Linked DNA regions of Mus musculus: region 2 is linked to region 1. Evidence: chromatin contacts called from public promoter capture Hi-C data. All regions are on one chromosome and are shown on one strand. The core of a region is the stretch at or near the end of the contact, and the rest is flanking DNA. Distances in the headings are between cores, read along the strand shown. Region 1 overlaps Plekha1 (pleckstrin homology domain containing, family A (phosphoinositide binding specific) member 1). Region 2 overlaps Htra1 (HtrA serine peptidase 1).

Evidence for each region. Capture Hi-C pulls out chosen DNA fragments and counts their contacts.
Region 2: a promoter capture Hi-C map of adipose tissue shows a contact between it and region 1. The contact joins two enhancer-like sites. A contact is called at or near these places in 6 of 484 Hi-C or Micro-C datasets (Sertoli cells, embryonic fibroblasts, embryonic stem cells and 2 more), 1 of 115 datasets of contacts at active chromatin or transcription factors (embryonic stem cells) and 2 of 9 other capture datasets (adipose tissue and liver).

Annotation. Positions count from the first base shown.
Region 1 is chr7:130,900,014-130,905,382 of GRCm38.p6, reverse strand. It overlaps Plekha1 (pleckstrin homology domain containing, family A (phosphoinositide binding specific) member 1), which reads right to left. Exons shown (of 13, transcript NM_001346515.1): 7 at 4,723-4,866; 8 at 3,138-3,206; 9 at 449-513. Among named protein-coding and RNA genes, the nearest start is that of Mir7061, 5.6 kb to the left of the region's middle. Within about 2 kb of position 2,267, at least 84 of the 459 cell types and tissues checked have an H3K27ac peak or open chromatin away from gene starts, as enhancers often do. A contact at or near this core is called in adipose tissue, where this site is marked.
Region 2 is chr7:130,974,114-130,979,598 of GRCm38.p6, reverse strand. It overlaps Htra1 (HtrA serine peptidase 1), which reads right to left. Exons shown (of 9, transcript NM_019564.3): 4 at 104-298. Among named protein-coding and RNA genes, the nearest start is that of Htra1, 41 kb to the right of the region's middle. Within about 2 kb of position 1,613, at least 123 of the 459 cell types and tissues checked have an H3K27ac peak or open chromatin away from gene starts, as enhancers often do. A contact at or near this core is called in adipose tissue, where this site is marked.

The DNA.
Region 1 (5,369 bases), core at 1,018-3,517:
AAAAACGATCACCAGTTGTTGTAGGTGAGTCAGTTTGACAGTTTCAGCTGTTTACTCAGTGACAATCAATGTTAGAAAGAAAACGCTAATTTAACAAAACCACCCAGCCTTTTCCAGCTTTGCATTACTATTCACATGCTTTACACAGCTCATTTACAGAAGATGCATAAAGCAACGTTAGAGTCCAAGGGTTTACAGTTCATTCAACTCATCATGGCACGGCTGATGCAACTTCTTGCAACAACCTGCTCTGCAGCACCTTTGAAAACTAAAAATACATCAACTTGTTAAATCTCAGAAATTGTTTATAATAATTTTTCCTTTCTACTACTGAACTACTTCTGAAATGTCAGTGGGTTGAACGCAGCAGGCTGTAAGCTCATCACTGAGGGAGGGCGGCCTGCTTCTTCGGACAGCGCTGTGCCAGCGTCAGGCGGTCCTTCCTTACCTCTGTTTGCACTCCTGGACTTTGTGCACTTCTTTAAGTGGTATCACCCGCAGAGGTTCCTTCTCCTAGCAAAAAAGCACACGCAGGACATTTCCTGTCAAAAGCGAGCCATCTTACATGGAGCTACTCTCAGACCAACACCTTCTGAGACTTGCAGCAGCAGGACAGCTCTAGTTTCATGCCACCACACCCACTGTTGTCTGAAGCTCGGTTTCTGGTTTCAGTGACAGTCACTAAGCAGCAGACTTGTTCATGGTGGACCACTAGGACCAGTAAGTATTCTACTGAGACACTTGGAGCCTATCTATGCAGTACTTGATTTTAAGATTTTAAAACAAAAATCTCCCACTGGTCTTACAAGTATCGAAGATTCTTACCTGAAATCATTATTGGCATAGCTGCCTGCCAAATGGTGATTTTTCTAACATCATTCACCTACACAGAATTTGAAGAAATACTATTTCTTCTCTCCACTTATTTTCTCTGAGGACAGTGGGTATGGGAGCTTTTCACTCAGACGCAGCCTCCTCATGACTGGTGAGTACTATCCGTGCACTCACACCTGTATCCCCCGAAGCTTGAGTGACACTGAGCGTCGTCACGGACTTCTGAAGACCTTTAGTGATTTGTAGTGCTTAGGAGTGCTGCGGCTCTAACCCAAGGCCTCACTCACACACACACACACTAGCCATGCACGCTGCCACTCCACTCCACACTCAGCGTAATCTTTCCGAATGAGCCGCTTGTAATTCCTGTTTGTTTTTCTACCAGAAAGTTCTCCCCACCTTTCTGTCTTTCTTGAACACTGAACCAATCATGAATTTACAAAAGAGCCTAAGAACAGCCGCTTGGAGCTGAGCTGCTGCAATCCGCATGCTACCCTGAAGTGCTCACGTTACTGCCACCAGTCAGCAGGTGGGTCACACAGCCCTACAGGGACAGTGTTCTCGCTGTCTCTTTCTGTTTAGTGTAGAAGAGTTCCTCACTCCTCTAGAAAGAGGAACAGACTCCTGCAGATGACAGCCATTACTGTATTTTGTAGGCTGCCCCCTCCCTTGGACGTGGCTCCTGTGACCTGGGGACTGAACGCAGACTATCCTGTTAGCAGGGGCAGCACAGGACTGACGCACTGTGCGTTTCCTGCTCTCCCGCAAGGTTCCGACATTCTCGCCACCACTGAATTCATCGAACCTGACTGCCCGGTGGGCGTGGTGCTGCCAGCCTTCTTCCTGTACAGCTGCTCTCCTCCCACTGTGCTGAGTGGTTATTTCAGATCGCTGTCCCACTCCTGTTTAGCATCTTGTTATTCCTTCACTGTAGCTACAAGAGCTCAGTCACCACCCATCTACTCATATCTATCTGAGCACACAGAGATATATATTTGCACTGTAATACGTTATAAACATTGTGTGTTTTGATACTCTCGCTGCCCATGATCTGGTAAGGGGACTATTTGTAAGGTGACTACTGGGTGACTAGCATTTTCTCAGCATGTTCTTGCTTTCTGATGTAAGACATTCCAGCCAACCGTGCATTTATTTCTCTTGCCCGGCCACAGAATCTGCCATTTCTCCATGAAGTCTGGGTTCTTTTGGGAAGAAATGATCATTTTCTTAAGACACGGAGCTACAGTATATTTTATATTTAAATGCACTCACACAAGAACATATATTTATGTCTATGTCTGTTAAGTTATAGCAAGAAGCTGTGCTTTTATCCCAAGAACCTTGGTTTCTATTATCCTTGATATATTGCCTCATTTTATTGACAAGTATGCATGTGACCATTCTAGTCTGTTACTTCCCACTTTCTGCCCTTGGTTCTTCAGGCAGGGAAAGACAGCTTCCTCACTGCACATGGGCTCTGACAGTCTACAGCAGACTATATAGGTTGCTTCTGGCCTTTATAGCTTTCTAAAATAACTGACCCCTAAGATGCTCCCAATACAGAACACTGCCTATGAGGAACTGTAAATTTAAATTACTAAATGAAATTGGTTTTAATTTTGAAATGAAATAAACTCACTTCCTTACCACACTGGTCACATTACCAGCACCCAAAAGCCACACACAGCCTACACAGAACAACACAGGCATGGAACATATGTACCAGGGCAGGAAGCTAATCTGGACAAAGTTGTTCTGATGCCCTCATTCAGAGTATGCAGCATATGAAAGCCCCACAGTTTTATAGAAGAGGGGGATTGACATCTTAATGGTGCATAACTCAAACAAGGAAGGAGGGAGACTCAGTCTTTGACTCTGCCTTTAGAAAAAGCTATCTCAAGAGAAACAACTTAAGAGGTGATCTGAAACAGGAAAAGAGCAAGTTAACATGCAGCAGGGGAGAGGAGGTTGACAGACATGCAGAGGGCTGAATGTTGCTTTTGGAGGATTTCCTACACCTCCTCTTCTAATGTCCCTCTGACAGAGAGTTACATGTGGGGCTGTCGAGAATTTTAGATCTATCAAGATGGAACACTTCCTTGAAGGTAGTTTTACTTAAAACATATTTAAGAAATACATAACTAACCGAATGCATTACAACCAAATAGACTGAAATACGGGTGCACTTAAAACCAGAACTGGGCCATTAGAAAACCAGAATGGCACACAAACATACAATCACACAAGCACTGCAGTGTGACCTGCCAAGCACCTGGAGGCATATGTATGAAGCGACTGCATACCAGTTCAGATTTGAAGTAGCCTATTGTGTTTTCATCCAATTGAAAATATCTTCTCTTCCAGTTTTTCATCTACCAGAGAAGAACAGACAGAGGCTTCAAAGAATGTCAAATGTTCATCACCCTTTAATCATTCCAATATGAACCCACAATCCAAAATGCCAAGTACTCGGAAACAACACCCCATTCCGAAGGGAGATGGTTAATGACCCCTTTCCCTGCTAACCAAGCCTTGAAGGACGGTCTTGGCCTTGGGCAGCTCATTCTCAGAGTTTATGAGTAACTCTGATATTTCACGATTTTGATCTGGAACAGTGGAAAAGAAAGAGGTGTTCACCTCTTCCCTTCTTGTCAGCCCAGCCCACAAGGTAAAAATCAGCATGGGAAATGTCATTAACCCGTCAGGTCTCTCTATCTACAACATGCATGAGTCCTTTCTCAAATATTTCATATTTAACAGGTCAACAATAAATACAAAATAGAGCAAACCCATGTAGAAAATGTTTAATACCCTTTTATACAAATATTCTTATCAGTGTTTAAATACCCTAAATCATCTGTAAGTAGTGTTGGGGAGATGGCTCAGTGGTTAAGAATGGTCTCCCAGGGGGCTGGTGAGATGGCTCAGTGGGTAAGAGCACCCGACTGCCCTTCCGAAGGTCCGGAGTTCAAATCCCAGCAACCACATGGTGGCTTACAACCATCCATAACAAAATCTGACTCCCTCTTCTGGAGTGTCTGAAGACAGCAACAGTGTACTTACATATAAAAAATAAATTAAAAAAAAAAAAAAAGAATGGTCTCCCAGAAGACCCAGGCTCAACTCCTAGCACTCTAACGGCAACACAACCATTTCTACTGGGAAACTGCTCCAGGGTCTCTTACACCTCCTTTTGGCCTCCACTAGAACTCCATATACATGGCACACAGATATACATTGAAGATAATACATATAAAATAAAAATACATATAAAAATAAAATAGGTTTGAAAATTAAGCAAAAAAATCTGTAAAAATTTTTCTTTAGATTTAGGAATAAAGTTTACCTCCTTAAAAGCCCACAGCTAAGCCATACAGCCTGAGGGAGATTCTGCCTCAACCTATAGACGGTCTGTCTTGGGAAACCTCTGGTCTCCTCTTTCTTTCCCCGGGACTTTCTGGTGGCAAAGATGACTCAGCAGGTAAAGGCACTTGCCTAAATGTGAACCTTGGAATCCAGGTGAAGGTGGAAGTGGAGAACTGACAGAGCTGTCTTCTGACCTCAGAGCACATACATGCTCAAGTTCCCTCCCTTACCCATATGCACACATGTACTCAATTCAACAACAACCACCTTCATAAACCTAAACTTAGTAACGTTCACTTAGACTAAGTGCTGGTGGATATAGGCATAACTTGCCCAACTGCCCAGAGACCAAGGAAGTAACTGGGTGATAATCATGGGGCAAACCCTCTACACCCTTCCCAGCAACAGCCTGCTCTCCACTCTGGGTCTTTCAGAGAATAAAGCACACAACTTGAGCTCTGAGTTGCAAGCTTGCTGGGACACGCATCTTCCCTACTTCCCAGCTACAGGTAAGCTACTCACCACCGCTCCTTGCTTCACACAATACCCAGCTTTGATAACTGCACTGTCTGAAGGTGGCTTAGGAGCAAAGTAAGGAAGATGGCTCTGTGACCGTTTCAAATTGTTTCTATCCAGACTCTCACCACATTCGTTTACTTCTTCTTTCTAAAATGAAGCAAAAAAAAAAAAAGTTTTTTCTTGCTCTAAGTTTAAATACTTACATTAATGTTACCTCAGAAAAAATGTAAGCCTGTGACACTTAATCTCAACTTCCTTGTTCCTGATCAACCACAAGCACCCATTTCTAGTTCTGCAAAACTCCTGTCTCTTGTGCTTCTTCTTGGGGCGAGGCTGGCTGGCTTTCTTCTTTCTTTCTTTCCTTTCTTCCTCCCTCCCTCCCATATGCACACATACAAAGTATTCAATTAACAACAACAACAAAACCTTCATAAACCTAAACTTAGCAAAGCTCACTTAGACTAAGTGCTGCTGGTGAAACGTCTTTGTCTACTTTAAAAGGACTTTTGGTTTGTTAAGTTTTGGGTTTGAGAGTTCTTTCTGTAGATAACAATCCTTTGCTGGATAAGTAGCTTATAAACTTTTCTTCTATTTATCTTTTCTATTCATCCTCTGAACAGGGTCTTTTACAAAACAAGCATTTGAAATAC
Region 2 (5,485 bases), core at 364-2,863, 75 kb before region 1:
AAATCATGCAGACTACAAGAAGGTTTGCGAATAAGAAGAAGCCCAGCTTCCTCTGCTCGAAACTTGTCCCCAGCCCAGCAGGTAGAGGGGGCAGAGGGCTCACATTGATGATAGCGTCTGTCTGAATGTAGTCCATATCGGAGTTCCGAAGTCCCAGCTCTTTGCCGCCTCGCTGGGTGGTGCTGACGATCCCAGTGGTGACTGTGTTTTGAAGAGAAAAGGGGCTTCCAATGGCAACTACAAATTCTCCAGGTCTCAGCTCTGAGGAGCGGCCGAGCAGCAGGACTGGCAGCTTTCCCTGTAAGCACAAACGGAGCTGTGGCTTAGCAAGCTGAATAATACAAATACAAAGGACAGTCCCGGTCCCTAGGAGCTGAGCTTGGGGTGGACACCCCTCTCCTGAGGGACAAGCCCCTACCATATAATCCACACACCACAGGTCATTATCGAGTCAATGGAACAGAAGACAATTGTACCAAGGAAAATGGGAAAAGGTGATAGACTGTTTCTACATCTGTGCATCTGGACAGAGAACATGGAGAGACAACCTAGGTTTAAGACTTAAAGATCAAAATCCCAGACAGAAATCCTGAGCCCATGTGCCTTGGAGGAATCAAGAAATCAAGGGTCTACTTTACCACACACATAGCCTTCCTAAGGCCTGGGATGTGGGGAGCCCTGAGGCAGACACTCACACTGCCTTTCTTGTGCACCCTGTGGTGTGAGGCACAGGGACAAGCAGAGGGGCTGGCAGCACCCAGGACCCAAATGGTGGACTGTCTCTCTTGTGCACACTGGGAAAGTCCCTATCACTATACCTGCTCCCAGACTATGCAGGCTGAGGATTCAGCTGAGGACATCCCATCTCCTGTGCCCTCTAGATACTGGGCAGAGTCAGGAGCCCTAAATAACTCCTCAGAACAAGATAGGACCATGGAGGTTGAAGGGCTGGGGAAAAGGGCTACGGGCTGCCTTCTCCCACTAACATGACCCAGGGCCTGCTTTCTTCCTCCCACATAGCCTAGAAATCCTGAATTTTCTATGCATTGCTCATAAAGTCCAAAAAAGGCTAGTGCTGGCTGCCTAAGGGAAACTCATTCACCTTGAAAAAGAATAAATTACAAAAAAAAAAAAAAAAAAAAAAAGCCAGTGTGGGTGGTGGTGGGATGGTGGGATGGTGAGATGGGTAACCCAGCCATCTGGGGCTGGGGCCAGGCTGCCAAACTGAAACTCTGCATGACAAGCATGGGCCCCTCATCTGATCAGTGGGATTAAGACAGCCCACTAATCTCACTGGTCTGTTAGGATGATGACTTAGGATAACAATGAATTAGGAGCCTGAATGCCTCTCAGGAAACAGCCTGCTTGGCCAGTGGGTCAGCTATTGACTAGTATTCAAATGACTGAAAATCCAATGAAGGATTCCAGCAACTGTGCTGTGACAAGCCAGGGGTATGTCACCTTGCCAGACACAGTTCCACACTGGCTATGACCCTTCCACTTTAAGGTCACCTGAGGCCGGAGTCTATGGCATTCCCTACGCAGACCCACTCAACATCCAATGGCACGCAGCAAGCTCAGCACGACATGTTTGTCCTGGGTGGATGCCAACAATCCCTGCCAGCAAGCTCTGCCAAGAATGACCTCAGCAATCATGGCAGGGTGGGGCAGAGTCTGGCTGCTGGTGAGTGCTGTCCACACTGGGGGAGGCCCACCAGGACAGTACCATTCCTTTGGGGCCTGGGGCTGGCTGGAAGTCCTGTCTTTGAAGCTCCGGGGATAACTGTGAAGGACAGGCAAGAGAGGCGGCTACAGCCTGCAGCAGGGCAGTCTGGACATCCCAGGAAGCAGAACTACACAGATAAGAGTCAAGCTTAGACATGGGACAGTGGGGCCAGCTACACAGTGGGGATTAAATCAGGTCTGAGGTGATCCGATGTGAGAATCTTTATCAGCATCTGGCTGTAACACCCTCCAGCCACAGCCTCTGGAGGAGATCCAGAGATGCAGGTTTAACTCATACAGCCTTTAGACACCCTGTCCAGTGCTTCTGTCCCAAGTCTGAGCTCAGGCCCAGCGGATGCTAGAAGGGAGACAAATGTTTGGGAGAAAGCTATATGGACAGATGGCAGAGACCTCTACAATGGCAGGAGACAGAGGCCTCTATGCTATTGAACACTGAGAGGACACGCCAGGCTCAAGAACAATGGTCTCATCCACTGTCACCAAGGTGTCCATATTGGGCTTGGACAAGGGGGACAACCAATGATAAGAATCCACAAGGATGCCGTGTGATCACTCTGTCACACCCGCCCAGGTGGGCAGTCCCGATGAGCATGTCTCCTTAAATATATGTTATAAATCATGAAGGGTGACTGTGCACATGAAAGCTAAACAGGCAGACACATAGTAGCTGGGTCAGGAGAGGGATATCACAGTTGAAATTCTCCATTTATATGAAAGGAACAAAACCTTCACTGCCAGATGACAAAGTGCTTTCAGAGCAATCTGATGATTTGGGGACATAACATACCCTCACACTCACACAAACCCACCATTTTACAGATATAGAAACTGAGGCTCAAGATGGAAGAGCTTCTCTCAGCCATAAGAAGCCTGGTTAAGCTGGAGAACCAGTTCCCAGCCACAGGCCTCCATCCCCATAAGGCAGGAATTCTAATTGCCGGACTCCAATTATAGGCAGAAATCCCTGTATGGGAGAGTGAGGTGGTGCGGAGGTGGCTGCCAAGCCAGATTTACAACTCCATGAGGTCAAGCTGCCTTGAGGGGCCCTTCTGGCCCTTGCTCCCTGCAGGTGCTGGCTGGCCGTGAGCCTCAGGCTTGCTAGCCTTACTTAGGTCCAAAATGGGGCTCATTCTCTGCCATAATCCTCACCCAGGCCTGTCTGCTCGGTAGCTAAGCTTTCACTGGCCAAATTCCTGCTCAGTAATTGAGCTTTTAATTCTATCCCTGTCTAGACAGTCACACTCTTGGGGGGGGACAGAGGAGATGAAATATATGTACAAGGCTGGAAGGCACAGCCACGCTGCAGCCTTGACCTTGCGGGCACCCTGCCACACTTCAGGGTCCCTGCTCTGTGTCCGCAGGCTGCTTCCCCGTGAGCCCACATCAAAGCCGTCTCCAGGCTCCTGGCTGCAGACGCTCTGTCTGGGGCTCCCTTTGAAGCAATGCCAACCATAGTCCATCCAAGAGACCAACTCTTTTCCCAACAGCCCCGTCCCACATCCCCCCATCCATCAATTCAAAGCTCCCCGAAGAAGTAAACGGGACAAACAACGGTCCTGACAGTTGCAAAGGCTGAGGAGAAGGAAGGGACCCACCCGCCACTCCTGCTGGCCTCAAAGCTGAGGAGATGCGAAAAGGCAATTTGTAAGCATAATAAAGTCATGAGATGAAGTCAGGAAAAATGGCTCTGAGGTTCCATATCCTAAAGCCAAGAAGGAGCCCTCCGCCTCTATCAGGAGGGCCAGCAGCTCTGTAGGATGTGGAAGATACGGTCACTCTCTCACAGGGAGTTCTCACCAGGCTGAAGAGAAACAGCAGCCTGAGAGGCCAGCAGAAGAGAAAGCTATGAAGAAGGAAGATGTATAACCACCATATCTTCAGGGCACTGCCTCATGCTAAATAGTATCATCAAAGTCATGAGAGAGACTAGAGAAAGAGAAGAATTCCTAGTGCCGGGAAGATGGCTCCTCCAGGCAGCCAGATGATCTGAGTTCTACTCTTAGAAACCTAATTAAAAAAAGAAAAAAGCCACACACAGTGCCACCTATCTCCTACTTTAAGATGGGAGACAGAAACAGGAGATACAGCATCGTCTTAAAGACCAGTTAGCCTGGATAATTACATGCAAGCCAGTGGCAGAAACAAGAGAGATCTTCAACAAGGTGTGTCTTAAGTTTCTATTGCTGTGAAAAGACACCACGCCCCGGGCAACTCTTATATATACATATGTAAAAATAAAATTACCTGGGGCTGGTTTAGTCCATTATCATCATGGTAGGAAGCATGGTGGTAGGTAAGCAGACATGGTACTGGAAAGTTGGCTAAGAGTTCTACATCTGGATCAGCAGACAGCAGGAAGAGAGTGACACTGGGCCTGGCTTGAGTTTCTGAAATCTCAGAAGCCACCCTCTGTGACACACTCCTTCCAACAAGGCCACACCTATGCCACATTTCCAATAGTGACCCTCTCCACAGGGGGCCATTTTCATTCAAGCCACCACAAGGTAAAAGATAAGAAGAGGCGCCAAAAAGTTGTCCATATACACACTTGCACACATATGCATAGGAACCTGCATGCCACACACCACAACTTAAGAAGAAAAAAATCATAATTCCCAAGTTATAAGCACAGCGTCACCTGAGTAGGTAGAGAATGAGCCCAAGGGACAGTGTCAGTGACTCTGGACATAGAGTCCAGGCTTCCAGTATCCTCATAAATTACTAAACACCAGCCATAGCTGGTTGTTAATTATGAAGTAAGTTGAGGGCTTGGTCCATAGAATGGTTCTAAAAAGGTCTTCCTGGTTGGTTAACTTATCACCACCAGGCCAAGCAGGCCCAGAAGCTTTACCCCCAGGACCTGAGAGGGGGACAGTCTCAACAAATTGTCTTCCCAGTGCCTGGCATAGGACTTCAAGGAGCAACATACCCAGTCCAGCTCCCCAGGTTTCCTGTCTGGTGGGCAGAGCACGGATGAACCACCGGGGCTCAAGAGGGAAGAGGAAAGGAGCCCACCCCCTTGCTGCGGGCAACTGGGCACAGGACTGTCTATAATACCAGCCCAGAATTATACTGTAAGGCTCTGTGTGTGTCTCACGTGCAGGGAACATGAAGCCAAATCCAAACCAGTCACAGCCATGTGTTGTGGCCAGGCTTCAAAAGCTGAAGGACAACATTAAGGTCCAAGCGCATCCTCCTCTCTTCTCCATCAACTTCGCGTGCTCGCTCGCTCAGTCAGAAGGCAGCCGCCACCACTACAGACACCACACAAAGACAAGGCGCCCTTTAGCACCATGACTCCTCAGAAGCACAGAGAGAACCAGTAAGGCAGCTCACCAGGTGAAAGCAACCGAGTTCCATCCCCATGAAAGGTCCCACAAGATCTGGGCTGCAGCACGTGTCTCAGCTGAGTGAAGATGCAGGTGACGGAGCGAAGCCCGGCCACAGGAGATAAGCTCACTCTGGGCTCACCTCACACAAGTGCGTGCTTCCTCCTGCTTTGCTGCACAGGAATTGTGTCTGCAGGACAATGCAGATGTTCAGAGCACAAAGCTGACCAAGGAGGGAAGGAATGGTCTATGCACAGAGGGGAGCAGTCAGCCGCCGGTGTAACAGAACAGAGCAATGTCAGAGGAGTTTAAGAACCATGACAGAGACTAGGTGGAGCTCAGTGGTAGTCTTATCTAGCATGGGCGAGACCTCGTGTTCTATCCCTATCACAAGGACATTAAAAAACAAA